Regions from separate parts of the Danio rerio genome. Here regions 1 and 2 are each linked to region 3. The links are chromatin contacts, called in public HiCAR-type and Micro-C maps. All regions are on one chromosome and are shown on one strand. Each heading gives the region's core, a stretch centred on a gene start, on an enhancer-like site or on the middle of the called end of the contact. The rest is flanking DNA. Distances are from core to core; before and after follow the strand shown.

What was found. Hi-C and Micro-C count contacts between places; a contact is called where the count stands out from the background. HiCAR-type assays count read pairs that join an accessible place to other places.
Region 1: a contact with region 3 is called in a Micro-C map of caudal fin, with 6 times the contacts expected there. The contact joins the promoter of kics2 here to the promoter of hcfc2 in region 3. A contact is called at or near these places in 3 of 18 Hi-C or Micro-C datasets (caudal fin, hematopoietic stem cells and an unstated tissue).
Region 2: a HiCAR-type map of caudal fin shows a contact between it and region 3, with 4 times the contacts expected there. The contact joins the promoter of nopchap1 here to the promoter of hcfc2 in region 3. A contact is called at or near these places in 2 of 18 Hi-C or Micro-C datasets (both in embryo) and 2 of 4 datasets of contacts at active chromatin or transcription factors (caudal fin and embryo).

What each region holds. Positions count from the first base shown.
Region 1 is chr4:9,912,956-9,917,781 of GRCz12tu, reverse strand. kics2 (KICSTOR subunit 2) reads left to right here and starts at 3,156. Exons shown (of 3, transcript NM_001030090.3): 1 at 3,156-3,616. The coding sequence starts at 3,376. It overlaps LOC101884274 (a long non-coding RNA gene), which reads right to left. Exons shown (of 5, transcript XR_012401897.1): 5 at 1,121-1,239.
Region 2 is chr4:9,613,309-9,617,718 of GRCz12tu, reverse strand. nopchap1 (NOP protein chaperone 1) reads left to right here and starts at 2,762. Exons shown (of 4, transcript NM_001201412.1): 1 at 2,762-2,894; 2 at 3,840-3,911. The coding sequence starts at 2,822. slc41a2b (solute carrier family 41 member 2b) reads right to left here and starts at 2,168. Exons shown (of 17, transcript XR_012401816.1): 1 at 2,112-2,168; 2 at 1-255.
Region 3 is chr4:9,754,457-9,758,824 of GRCz12tu, reverse strand. It overlaps hcfc2 (host cell factor C2), which reads left to right and starts at 2,386. Exons shown (of 14, transcript NM_001327839.1): 1 at 2,386-2,665; 2 at 2,975-3,123; 3 at 3,219-3,379; 4 at 3,669-3,877; 5 at 3,967-4,051. The coding sequence starts at 2,506. It overlaps LOC141381590 (a long non-coding RNA gene), which reads right to left and starts at 1,293. Exons shown (of 6, transcript XR_012401887.1): 1 at 1,126-1,293.

The DNA.
Region 1 (4,826 bases), core at 1,907-4,406, 160 kb before region 3:
AAAAACATTTTGTATTTATTTTGGCATAAGCAGGATTTGAACCCATGCACTCAGAGTTAACATGCTAAGTTTTAAACAGTTGCGCCACTAAATCTGAGAGTTTGCATCCTATTTTAGATCAGGTAATTGATACAAAGCACTCAATTAGAAATTAAGAACAGCAACAGTGGGATTCGAACCTAGGTCTCCCAGAGTAAATCGCAGAGGTTTAGACAATTGAGCTACTGAAACCAAAAGAGTGTTAGTGTGCTTTGTAGCATTTGTGTGTATTGACGATGTTGTGCAAAAATATGAGGCAAATGCTTGATAAAAGTCAATATGCAACACTTATGTGCTCCTCAGACTCTGTGGCTCAACTTATTAAAGCGTTGCGTTTTAATCATGAAGACCCAAGTTCAAACCCAGCTCTTGATGACCTTAATTTGTAACTGTGTGTTATCAATTAAATCAAAAGCATTCGCAAATGGGAATCAGCAATCATTGGATTTGACTTCAGGACTGAAATATTAAAACTGTTTGTTTGAGCAGCTGACTAATGACTTACTAATGAAGCACATGATTATTTAGCACTTTTTCTGAGGGATCTGCATTTGATCAAACAAGGTTTACACAAAGGATTTGAATCCATGACTTTCCTCCTGAGAACCTGTTTAAGGCACCTGGTGCCTTTATGAATTTATCTTGGGTAAATCATCTTTTGAAAGCATTTTAATATAAACATTTATATGATAGATATATATCAGCAGTGGGAAATATACTGTCCCACATAAACCTTTTTTTATTATTAAAATGCCAGCATTCATGAAACATTTCAGTTTAAATTGTGCAAACAGTCACCAAAAACTTAATTCATTTTGGCCTGTAATTGATTAAAAATACATAACATATACATACTTTTTAAAACTTGATTATTACTTGAATAAAACAAAAGAGTAGAGTCTGGAGATTTCTATCAGTCTTGATGAGCTTGATTAGCTGCTTCAGGTGTTTTCAATGAGGCTTGAGCTTTAACTGCTCTACAGCTGCAGGATTACACACTTCATACTCTGTCCTCTTGCTGTTTTCATGCGGATACACAAATCGTCCACAAGTGGGCACAACACTGACACATTGATCAGGCTTTCTTTAATAAATCTTTATTAAAATGGCATGTGTGTCTGTAGATTGATGTTGATGTGATGACCAGTCCTGAGCTTCACATCCTCCTCATCTGAGACACAGAGAAAGATTTAGTCAAGTCTGTTATTGGAAAACAAAAATAAGTCAATCAGTGCTGTGTAAAAAATATTAACAAGTTAAACAGGCTTAAAAAAATATGATATACTGTCAGTATGAAAATGTGTGTGTGGTTGACACATAGGCAGTAAAAAAGCATATTTTGCAAAACAGATTTTTTGATATTTAGTTTGAAGTCTGATGTTTGAGAAACATTAGGGGTCACTCTTAGGTTTCTTATCTTTTCTTTTTGCTGAACTGTACTTTTCTGTGCTCTCTGGCAACCTTTTATTTGTGTTGTGATTTTCTTTAAGCATTAATAATAATAATAATAATAGATTCAATCTTCTGTGGCGACCCCTAATAAATCAAATATTAACCTCTGAGTTATTTTACTTTATTAATGCTATTACACTCTTTGGCCACAAGAGCGAATTGTGGAGCAACTGTTTGTCATCTGCCTTGTGTACATTTTTCAAATGCACAAGACTGGCTGGCAGTCTTGAGCGTCAGCTTTTTCTTTGCCACTAAAATACGACTCATCTGTTAGGAACTACCAGAGCATTTTTCCATCTGCTCCTCCGAGCTTAAGGTTTATGGAGATGATGATATGCCAAAACAATTTGAATTTGAATTGTGTTCCTTTGAATTATTGACCATTGTAATTTAATAAATCTGAAATTTCATATGCTGTTAAAATTGTTTTGAATTAGAATTTCTCAATTTGAATTTCATAACCTGAATGTTAAACATCTGAAATTTAAGACAACTGAATTTTTCAAGGCTGCTTTCGATGTCGGGTCACATAAAACAAACGTTATGTTGAAAACTCATCAAGTGGCTTTCCCTGTACGCTATTTACAACAATATAGACTTTTCAACACCTCTTATGTTGTTACCATTTAAAACAAAGTTTTAAGCACTTAACAAATGAGGTTAACAAAAAAAAAAAATATCTAAGCGAGTCATTTATAATGAGTCAATTATTTCATTTATAATTAAGCCGATTCGAACGAATCTGAATGAACAATTCAGTGATAAAGATAGAGATTTGGCGCCACCCACTGGACATTTGGTCTCAATGAATTTTAGTTAAAATAATGTAATATTTTTAAATATTTGGAAACATCTGAGGTCAGAATCAGCTTTTTATCCCTCAAAACACCAAAAAAAAAAACGTAAATATAAATTGATGTAATTAAATTAAATATATGAATTTGCTTTACTGAAGCATGCCTATATTTATTACACAAACTACTGAAAATAGCTGAGCCCTGATAGTCAGTTTGCAGAAGAATTGTGTCCTCCTGACTGAGCCTCACATACACCAGTAAACTCACGCAGCTCAGTGATTAGCCAAAATGCTTCGTTTGACTTTTCAGTGATCGTCTACTCTTCCCTGTGGATGACCCCTGACCTAATTTCTGCTGAATTTTAATTTCAAGATCTGAATTTCTGGTTTTGAATTTTATGATATTGAATTTGATGTTCTGAATTTCTTCATCTTGAAAACTTGAAACTGTATTTTTACAAACCAAATATCTGCAGTCTGTGAATTCAGAACACACACAAAAAACCTGAAGTCTGAAAAAAATCTGCCTTGAAAAATTCAGTGGTCTTAAATTTCAGATGGGTAATATTCAAGTTTAAACTACGAAATTCAAATTCAAATTTTTTTTAACAGCATATAACAATTCAGATTTATTAAATTACAATTGTCATTAATTCAAATGAACACAATTCAAATTCAGATTGTGTTGGCATATTATTAGCTCCATACAGATTCTGTCTGACAAACATGAAACTTGGTAACAGTCTCTAGTCTACAACACGTACAGATAAATTCACTACTTTATTATTATTATTGTTATTGTTATTATTAAGTCAACGCCACAAGAACCAGAATCCGCGTTTCAAAACACATTTGTCTCCTTCGGCGCGCCGTAGTGTTGTTGTTGAAAAGTGTCATGGTGGCGTTCACCACTAAGAATGTGCATTTTATCAACAGAAGACCTTTTGAATCCCTTTGAATTGGCTGGTGTGGATTGTTTTGGACTTTTAGACTGTCGGGCACTACACACCGCTCACAGCATACGTTTTCAGCGGTCGTTTAATAACTGTCGCGTTAATGATCAGCATTCGTGAGTTCTCCATATTATCATGTGTGACCCGCAGCGCGATGAGGAACTGCGGCCGGTCCCGAAAGAGAGAGCCGTGCTGGAGAGTTTCTTCACTCAGCTCGGAATGTTCTGGTTCGACAGGGCGAAGGATTATGTGGAGAAGGAGAAGGACGCCAGTAAGAGCGCAGGGGCCATTTGGGGGTCTCTGCTGGCCGCCCTCGCGCACCTGGCGGCCGCAGAGAAAGCCTACCATAACATGACTTTCCTCGGCCAAAAACTAGGTATCAGTGAAGCGTTTACTGTTCTGTAAGGGGAAAACGGGTATATGATTACAATATGAAAAGCCATAATTATTAAATAAAAGTTATGAATTATGAGTCATAATTAGGCCTTATTAGATTTATAACATAATTGAGAATTAATTATTGGGGATAAAGTTCTAAGTAATATTAATAATATTGTTCTAAAAGTCATATTAGCACGCAGCCAATGCCTATTACAGTACAACATTGTTCACACACAGTCAATTAAATAGTGTTAAGGTTGTTTTGAGGTCATTCTTGCATGCGATTTAAGACTGAATATTCAAAGTAGTGTGGTAAACAATATAGGGACCGTTGTCACGTTTTCATAAGAGTAAGTCCTTACTGCTTTAACCTTTTTAAATTCTGCTTTTCTATTATTTTTTTAGTGCCAGAGTCTGAATGTGCAAATATAAAAACATGTTTACCTCAAAAAGTGCAATGAATAGATAAAGTAACAAAACATCGGCATGAAATTGTGGATATTAGTAGATTTAGATCTACATACTAAGACATAATTATGAAATAAAATGTATGAATTTATAATAAATCAAAATGCCTAAAGTTATGACAAAGTCAAAATTATGAAATAAAATGTATGAGAAAGCCTACCATAACATGACTTTCATTAAACAGAAACTCAGTACACTGTAAAACAGTCCACTTCATCAAATGAAATGAGTGTAGTTTACTTGAAATTTACCGAAAGTTAAATTCTACTCATCTGAAAAGAGTTTTGAACTCAGTGTTGAAGGTTATGAAGTAATTAAGTACCCCATTACTTCAACTTAAATGAAGTTCACAGTACTCAAATAGATAAGTTTTTTAACTTCAGTGGTTTGTAGTAATTGGTTTCCTCAAATGGTTTGATTTACCTTAATTTGTTAGGTTTTAAAGTACTCAGTTGGTTTGAGTTCTCTTCATTTATTGGGGTTTACTGTGCTCAAATTGCTTTGTTTACTGAAATGGATTAAGTTCGCAGTACTCATTAGGATTAGTTGAACTTAAATGGTTTGAGTTACCTTAACTTTTGGTTTAACAGTTTATCAAAGAAGCATTTACTGTATTGTTCTGTAAGGAAAAAAAATGTAATAATATTTATAATAAAAAAAAGCCAAAATTCTAAAATAAATTATGAAAAAATGAATAAAAGTTATGAGATACTGAATCATAATAATTGGATTTTAAA
Region 2 (4,410 bases), core at 1,513-4,012, 140 kb after region 3:
CTCCTGCAGAGCAGTGTAACCAGAAGGAACCATGGTCTGAAGCATGCAGGGTATGGGTCTGAAAGAAACGGAGCTCCAGGCTCCTCCGGCCTGAGCAGCCAGACTAGGGCCCAGGGAGCTGAGGACAGCACCCCCTATCGTTCGGAGGCTCATGCTGAAGATTAGACTTGGCTGGGCTCATGGCCCTCTCGACTTTGAGAAAAGTAGCAGATCAGCAGAACCAGAAGGTGGCATCCATAATATTATCACAGTGACCTGATGAAGAAAAGCACAGACAGTTTATCAACAGCACTGGCAAGCATAGTCAAGGGCACAATATCATGTTTTTTTGTTTTTTTTTAGTCTGTCAGCAAAAGCAATTTTATCTAGATGCTGAAACAGCGCTTATAATGTTTAGTACACAATCTAAAACTTACTGACATCAAGTCTTTTGTGCAAAATACCTGGAACTAAGTTTCTGAATAATGTCAGTAATTATATTATAGGTGTATTTGGGGGGTGGGGGACAAAGGATAAATGTGGAGTTATTTGAAGAAATAAAGACAATTTGGAAAACTTAAAAAAAAAAATAAGTAAAAAACTTTAACTTTAAGATTTTTTATATACGGATGGGGGGGGGGGGTGCAAGGTAATTGTGGAGTTACAATTTAAATATCTGGAAAAATAAAGTAAATTTGAAGAACATTTAGATTATATTTTAAGTAAAAAAATTAACTTTAAGATTACAATTTAGTAAAGTGAAAATGCTAAAAAATAAAATAAATCATATATAAACGATAAAAGAAACTAAAGCAAAACAGAGCACAGCCAAATCAACACAGGAATGTTTATGAATTAATCTGTTAGAGTGAAGTTATAATGTTCAGTACACAATATAAAACTTACTGACGTCAATTCTTTTGTGCAACAAACCTGGGTTTAAGTTTCTGAACAATGTAGGTAATAATTGTATATGAGTATTTGGCAGGAAAATGCAGGATAATTGCAAAGTTACAAATAAAATATGTGGAAAAATAAAGTAAATTTGAAGAACATTTGTATATTTTTTAAGTAAAAAAACTGTAACTTTAAGTTTACAATTTAATAAAATGAATGCTGAAAAACAAATAAATCAAACACAAATAATAAAAGAAACTTAAGCAAAAAAGAGCACAGCCAAATCAAAACAGGAATTTTATGAATGCATCTGTTAGAAAGAGGTTATAATGTTTAGTAAACCATCTTAAACTTACTGACATCAATTATTTTGAGCAACAAACTTAAGTTTCGGAATAATGTCAGTAATATTTTCATGTGTATTTGGGGGGCATTGCATGATAATTGTGAAGTTATAAGTAACAAACTTAAGCTTTAGGATTACAATTTAATAAAGTTAAAATGCTAAAAAAAATATCTCGACAAATAAAAACAATTTGAAACACTTTAACATTTATATTATTTTTTAAGTAAAAACTATTCCTTTAAGATTGCAATTTAATAAAGTGACAATGCTAAAAATAAATATATCACTACTAGAAATGTTACATTACAAATAATAAATAAATAATCTATAACAAGATGAAGCAGTGTTTCCTAATATTATCAAACAGTCACATCAATAAACAACACATACTGAATCACATGCAAATGTTTGTAAACAAAGTCAATGGAACAATATAAGCTTTCAGAAACCAGAACGAAGATACACAAACACATACGATATTGTTATCAGAAAAAAAACTTAACCAATACATTTCAAAAACTAAACCTATACATTTTATAGGACTTGAGATATTTTAATGTATTATGTATGTGATGCAGAGGCAGGAAGAGGACGGACTGTATTTTCAGTTTGACAAACTATAAGAACAAACCAGCTTTGTGAAGGTTATATGCCTTATGGTTACCAAAACCTACTTAATTATAGGTCTACTACACCTGTGCGTAGTTGACTTGTGTGTTGGAATCATCTCAAAGCATCCTAAATATTCTCCAGCTGACTGAGAGTCAACATTAACAATTCATCAAATGAACTTCAAAGCCTGTCAAATTAAACCAGCGCTTTATTTAACGTGTGTTAGACGTTATTAAACTCTTCGAATGGTGTAAAGATTACAGCTGAATATATTTACCGTGGTATTTTCCGCTCCGTCGAAGCGAGTTTTTGCTTCTTCCCTAAACGTCGGACTGGAGCTCTGTGACAGCGGCTGCACGTCATCAATGCCGTGCACTGCGACAGCCGCGGGAGCGAGCGTGCACTTCAAAATAAAAGTTTTTAAATTAAAAAAAGAAAAGTCTTATAAATAATGTCAAATAATGGGAGGTTTTAGATCTACAATATTGGACAATAATTGACCAATTTTTATTAAAAACTATTTATTACATGGCAAAACTCTTTTGTTTTTTTAAATACAATACATTTAAATATTTATAATTATGTTCATCTCTTAGAAAGAAGGGCACGTTGTCAAACAAGTACGACGAGGTGAATACCAGTGAGGTCATCCTGTGTAATTAGGTCAAATTGTCAAAATAGTAACAAGAAAAACAAGTCATGTCCATGCAAATACAGCCATACCTTTTTATAATACAGCCATACGTTTAATAATTTAGGCATTTAAGATACTACAGTTGAGCAATTGTAATTTTAGCTAGAATTAATACAATACAGTAAAGTGTTTTAGGGTGTTTTATCTGTTATTTTAATGACTATTATGATTATAAGGCACGTACACCCAAAACTCCAGAGGGCGCTAGAGGAAGCTCGACCCTTCAACACGGAAGTTATTATGTTGTAAACACATGGGGATACTAGAAAGTTTGTGCATGTGAGGGAATAAACATGGCTCAAACACAAAACTGTACCAAAAAAGCAACCTCTTCTAAGGACTTGCTGACTTGTGGCAATGGAAAAGGTGAGACATTCTTTAAAGAAAAAAGACATGATTTTACGCTAAGTTAGCTAGTTTAACGTTACAAATGAAGATAAATTCGTTTACTGTCTTGTATGGATTTGCTTTTGCGTTTGGTATGTTATTATTAATAAGCGATTTGTATATTTTCACGTGTCTAATTGTAATTGTTAACTGTTAAAGTAAAATGTAAGATTGTCTAACTTATTCAGATGTGCAGGAATTAAACCTAACATAGTCCTGATATGAACTCAAGTGTATTCGTTGTGGAAATCGATATAAATATATACATAAAATCTATTCAGATTGTAAAAATATAAGTGAATTGTTTATTTAATTGACATTAATCTATATATTTTACATGTGATTCTTTTTATTTACTTATTTGCATCATAGCCAAATATGATTTTGGACTCAAAAGATATACATTTTGGCTTTTAGCTAATACAGAGCCTAAAATACCGGATGATATTTCATATCTTTAACTCCTCAAGGTATTCATGCTGAACAACAGCATCATGAACGTTCAGTGAACAATCATTTTCAGTCATTATTGTGGTTAATTGGCACATTCTTCAGTGACAACTTGTGATCTGCTCCCTATATTTATACTTTGAATATTTGGTCTGAAATCACATGTGAGAATGACTTCAAAACAACATTAGCACTATTGAAATTGACTGTGAACAATGTTGTATGTTGATAGTCATCGGCTGCTGGTATGATTTCACTATTTAGAATTGACAAATAATACTTCTCTGAAATGATATTAAGGAGAAAGGCAGAATGTGTGAACATAAAACCAACTTTACCTTAATTCAGTCATTGTGTCAAAGAATGCCTTTTATTTCACATTCAAGCTATATTTCAGATTAATTATTTTTTAACTTTTATAATTTTTGCATTGTATAATGTCATTTAAAATAAATTATAAACTGCCATCTCCAGGAATCCACGAGAAACTGTTATTGAACTCTAAAGGTGCTTCCCTGAAAACGGAAAGAGTTTCCAGAAGTAATGGTAAGTACATTCATGTCATCAACTCTCTCTCTCTCTCTCTCTCTCTCTCTCTCTCTCTCTCTCTCTCTCTCTCTCTCTCTCTTTGTATATATACAACTTGTGTGTTTGTATATATACATAAACACACACACACATATATATGTGTGTGTGTGGGTGTATGTGTATATACACACAGACACACACATATTCAACATATATATGTATTTGCAGTTATTTATGACATTTCTAATGCTATATTTAATGCATAACCAGTATAATGAGATTATGCATGTAACTCAAAGACTTTTGGTGTCCACATCAACTTATTCATTCATTTTCCTTCGGCTTGGTCCCTTTATTTATCAGGGTTTGCCACTGCAGAATGAACCACCAACTTATCCAGTATATGTTTTTCACAGCAGATGCCCTTCCAGCTGCAACCCAGCACTGGGAAACACCCAAACACTCTTGCATTCACACTCATACACTACATCCAATTTAGTTTATTCAGTTTACCTAT
Region 3 (4,368 bases), core at 1,137-3,636:
AACAAGCTCAAGGTCTTACTAGGTATACTTGAAACATCCAGGCAGGTGTGTTGAAGCAAGTTGGAGCTAAAACCTGCAGGGATATCGGCCCTCCAGGACCAAGATTGGTGACCCCTGTTCTACACTCATGTAGCACACACTTTACAAAAATTAAACATGATTTTAGTATATTTTATTTAAGTATTTTAAATGCAAACATCATGTCAAACTAGGGCTGGCCGATATGACAAATATCTCACATCATAATATAAGTGCCATATCCTAATAACAATCTACAAGACGACATATCACTATTTCTGTAAATTCAATCTATTGACCGCATGTAAATGTCGATTTCTTTTTCACATTGCAAAGTATACACTCAGAAATGTACTCATACGTTTGTGTGATCATATTGCTCACTTTTTGGTGAGAAATATGAACAATGTTTGATAAAAAATGTAGAAATGTTTGATTAATAATATAAAATAAATAAGATTAAAAATAATTTCTAAAAATGTAAAGATTGTGTTGTAAAGATTACAACTTTCTCACACCACTGTTATTTGTTTTTACACTCACAAACCCTACACTAAAACAAAAATTAAACATTATTTTAGTAGGCTATAAATATAGTAAATGGGTAGTAACCATAGATATTGTCAAAGCCTACTGGTTTCCATTTGTATAACCAATGTTTTACTCCAAATACGGCTACTATAAGGTCATTAATATAACAAAAACCATTGGTTAGGAGTACCATAACTAGACCATTAAGTAAACACGTTTTTAAACTTTATTTCTTGTAAAATCGTTGTTCATTTTCGTAAATTACTTTCGCTACTTAATTAGCAACGTAAGCTAGCGTTTTAACGAGCTAAACTTCCGGGTCATCAGTGGTGTAATCAGCATGAGCGCGTTTGAATAACAAGTAACAGTAAATAAAATATATGCTACAAACTTGGAAACTAGCATTTTTTTAAATACATAGATACACCAAGTAAATGTCATTTAAATGTAAAACACTGCTTTAAAAGTGTGAAATGTCTTCCTGTATAACATATCTCAGAGGAAATATTTTCCCTCGTTGAAAAACAAACAAACTTACACATAAAACAACTTAATACTTTCACTCAGACAATATACCTCTGAATGTCACAGCCAGATTTTCCTCGGGCAAAAAAGGGTATTTAGGTTTCATTGAAGAATATATTGTTTTCTGAGCGAATCTGGCTGTGTCTAAATTAATAATGATCCATAACGTCTAGCGTTTATGGTATGTCTGCAAAATCATTCCTAATTCGCCATGCTTCTGAAATTCATAAATCCTTACAGCATTTTGCTGACCTCTAGGTGTCGGCTGAGATATTACAACTGTGACAAAAAGCATATTAAAAACATGTACAAAACATATGATCATGCTAAATAATGATGTGATGATTTTAAATGTTTCATTTTAATCATTTAATTATTTTTTTAAATATGCCTGAAATAGACATATATTTTAAATATTATGCAATTTGAAACTTACATTTAATTACAGTTTGGTGGGTGTCATGTTTAAATAAAAAATAAAAATAACAGTACACAAATGTAGAAAGAACATATGGAATATTCATGCTGAAGTATCATATAAGGTGCTGGATTATTAAAAATATTTTTGTTCTGTGTCTATAACAGCATAATAATAATAATAATAAGCATTTATTATAATCATTATTATAATCATTAATTATTCATTCTTTTAAGATGCTATGAACCTCCAATGTTGAGGAACCCTAAAAGGTGTGTATAAAGACCCAACTGGTTCTAAGAAAAATAGGTCTAATATTATTTGACAAAGTTTTAGTTTCCTTAAGTTACTATTATATTATAATAGTAAGAATACTAATTCTAATACTAATGCTATGGAATACTAATTTATTCTTGATTTATTTGTTAATCATAAATTGTGGTCATCTATTTAGCTTTATCTGTTTTGCATTTACTTTAATCTTTGTATGGTTTATTCAAAGCATATAATCATATTTTTGTATTACTGTTTAATTACATTTTTATTACATAAAAATATGTATAATGTTTATGCTTTTTAACACTTTATAGTTGTTGTTTTCAACACATTTCCAAGGGCCCCCATATGCACCAACTTGCTGCATCCTGGGGGGGCTCGAACCTTTTTCTTTCATTTTCTACAGAATTACTGTAATGCATTAAACTGTATTTTTTACATACTCCGTCGCAAATTATTAATTGTAAAAAAGTAAATAATTAAATTTTAACAACTAGCATTTTACTGGCCCCCGGGGCTTATTTACTGGCTGGACGAAAGGGGAGGGGCTTAAGAAGAACACGTCTCTGATTGGTCGAAAGTGCACCGCGTTCTGATCACATGACATGCGTCAGGCCAATCACAGTCGATTTTTTTAGGCACGGGGAAGTGATTCGAACTGTTTGCATGCTGTACTCTTTTAATGCAATGCAATTGTGCATAAACAAACCTATATGTAATTAAACCCATAGCCCATTATGATTAAAAAGGGTCCCCTATGGAAAAGGGTTCGGTCCTACGCTGGACCTGTTCCGAGGGCGAGGCACGGGCACCGGGCCGTGGCCATAAGAGAGCTGCTGGTTGTGTTTGGTGGTGGAAACGAGGGAATTGCGACCGATCTGCATGTTTATAACTCAGGTAGGGCACTAGATAGACAACAACTGCATTCGTACTACACAACAGAGTGCATGCATTGTTTATAAAACAACATAAGATATGCATATTCGCATGTGGAGGCGTAACTTGAGATTATATGTAGTTCACTGGAATGAATGAATCCCTTTCAGTCTTTGGTACTATATCATCAAATAGCTGGAAATGTTTATTATTTTGCATTAAAATAGTTAGACATGCCTTAACATTGTTTTTTATATTAATATAACAGTATTGATATCACATAAGCAATACATTATGCAGCTTATTAATGCAAATATTAAAATTTTTCAGTGACCAAGCAGTGGTTCCTGCCTGCAGTGAGAGGAGATATCCCACCTGGCTGTGCCGCTCATGGCTTTGTTTGTGAAGGCACACGGATATTGGTGTTTGGAGGGATGGTTGAGTTTGGCCAGTACACTAACAGTCTCTATGAACTGCAGGTGATGAAATAACATTTATTTGATACCAAAATTAAAGCATTAAGAGTTTATGGTTGTTAAATAGGAGGGTCCTAAATTTATATCGCTTCTTTTAGGCCAGTCGATGGCTGTGGAAGAAACTAAAGCCCCGTCCACCAAAGAACGGATCGCTTCCATGCCCACGAATTGGCCACAGCTTCACTCTTCATGCTAATAAGTGTTACCTTTTTGGAGGAATGGCCAATGACAGTGAGGACCCGAATGGAAATATACCACGGTGAGCAGTTGTGTATGCAAAACATAATGTCAAACTAGGACTGGGCGATATGACAAATATCTCACATCATGATGTAAGTTGTCTCGTATCCTAATAATAATAAATATCCTGATATAGTATCATTTCTGTAAAATGAATACTTGAATTGGTGAAAAATTAAAGAGAGAGCATAATATGAAATGATAGACTTTTTATTTAGTCCATATATTGTCATATTGCACAGCCCTATGTCAAACTCAGCAACATATGCATACTTACATGGATGTTGTACTTTTGTGGCATTATGCAGGTATCTGGACGACTTTTATGAGCTGGAGCTGCAGGCCCAATCCGGTGTTAAAGGCTGGAACGTTCCTGAAACTAAAGGTGGAGGCCCATCAGCAAGGGAGTCCCATAGTTCTGTGGTGTACTGTGGAAAGGGTGGCAGTTCACCGAGGCTTTACATCTTTGGGGGCATGTGTGGGGACAGACTGAATGATTTGTGGCAGTTAGACATTGGTGAGGCATTTCAGAATATCAAACCCATATATAGTCTGTTTATTACATATTAATTAACTTACTCCACACTTATGTTTTATTTATTTCAGAGACTATGACATGGTCATTGCCTCCAACCAGAGGTCAATTGCCACTACCCAGGAGTTTGCACACCTCCAATGTCATTGGAAACAAGTAATGTCTCAAAAAATAAATATATATACACACAATTGAAGTCAGAATTATTAGCCCCCTTTTTATTTTTTTCTTATTTAAATGATTCACAAAGGATGTTTAATAGAGCAAGGAAATTTACACAGTGTGTCTGATATTTTTCCTTCTGGAGAAAGTCTTATAAAAGCAGTTTTTGTTTTTCTAAAAAAACATTTTAAGGTCAATATTATCAGCCCCTTTAAGCTATATATTTTTCGATAGTCTACTGCCTAATTACCCCAACCTGCCTAGATAACCTAGTTAAGCCTTTAAATGCCACTTTAGGCTGTACAGAAGTG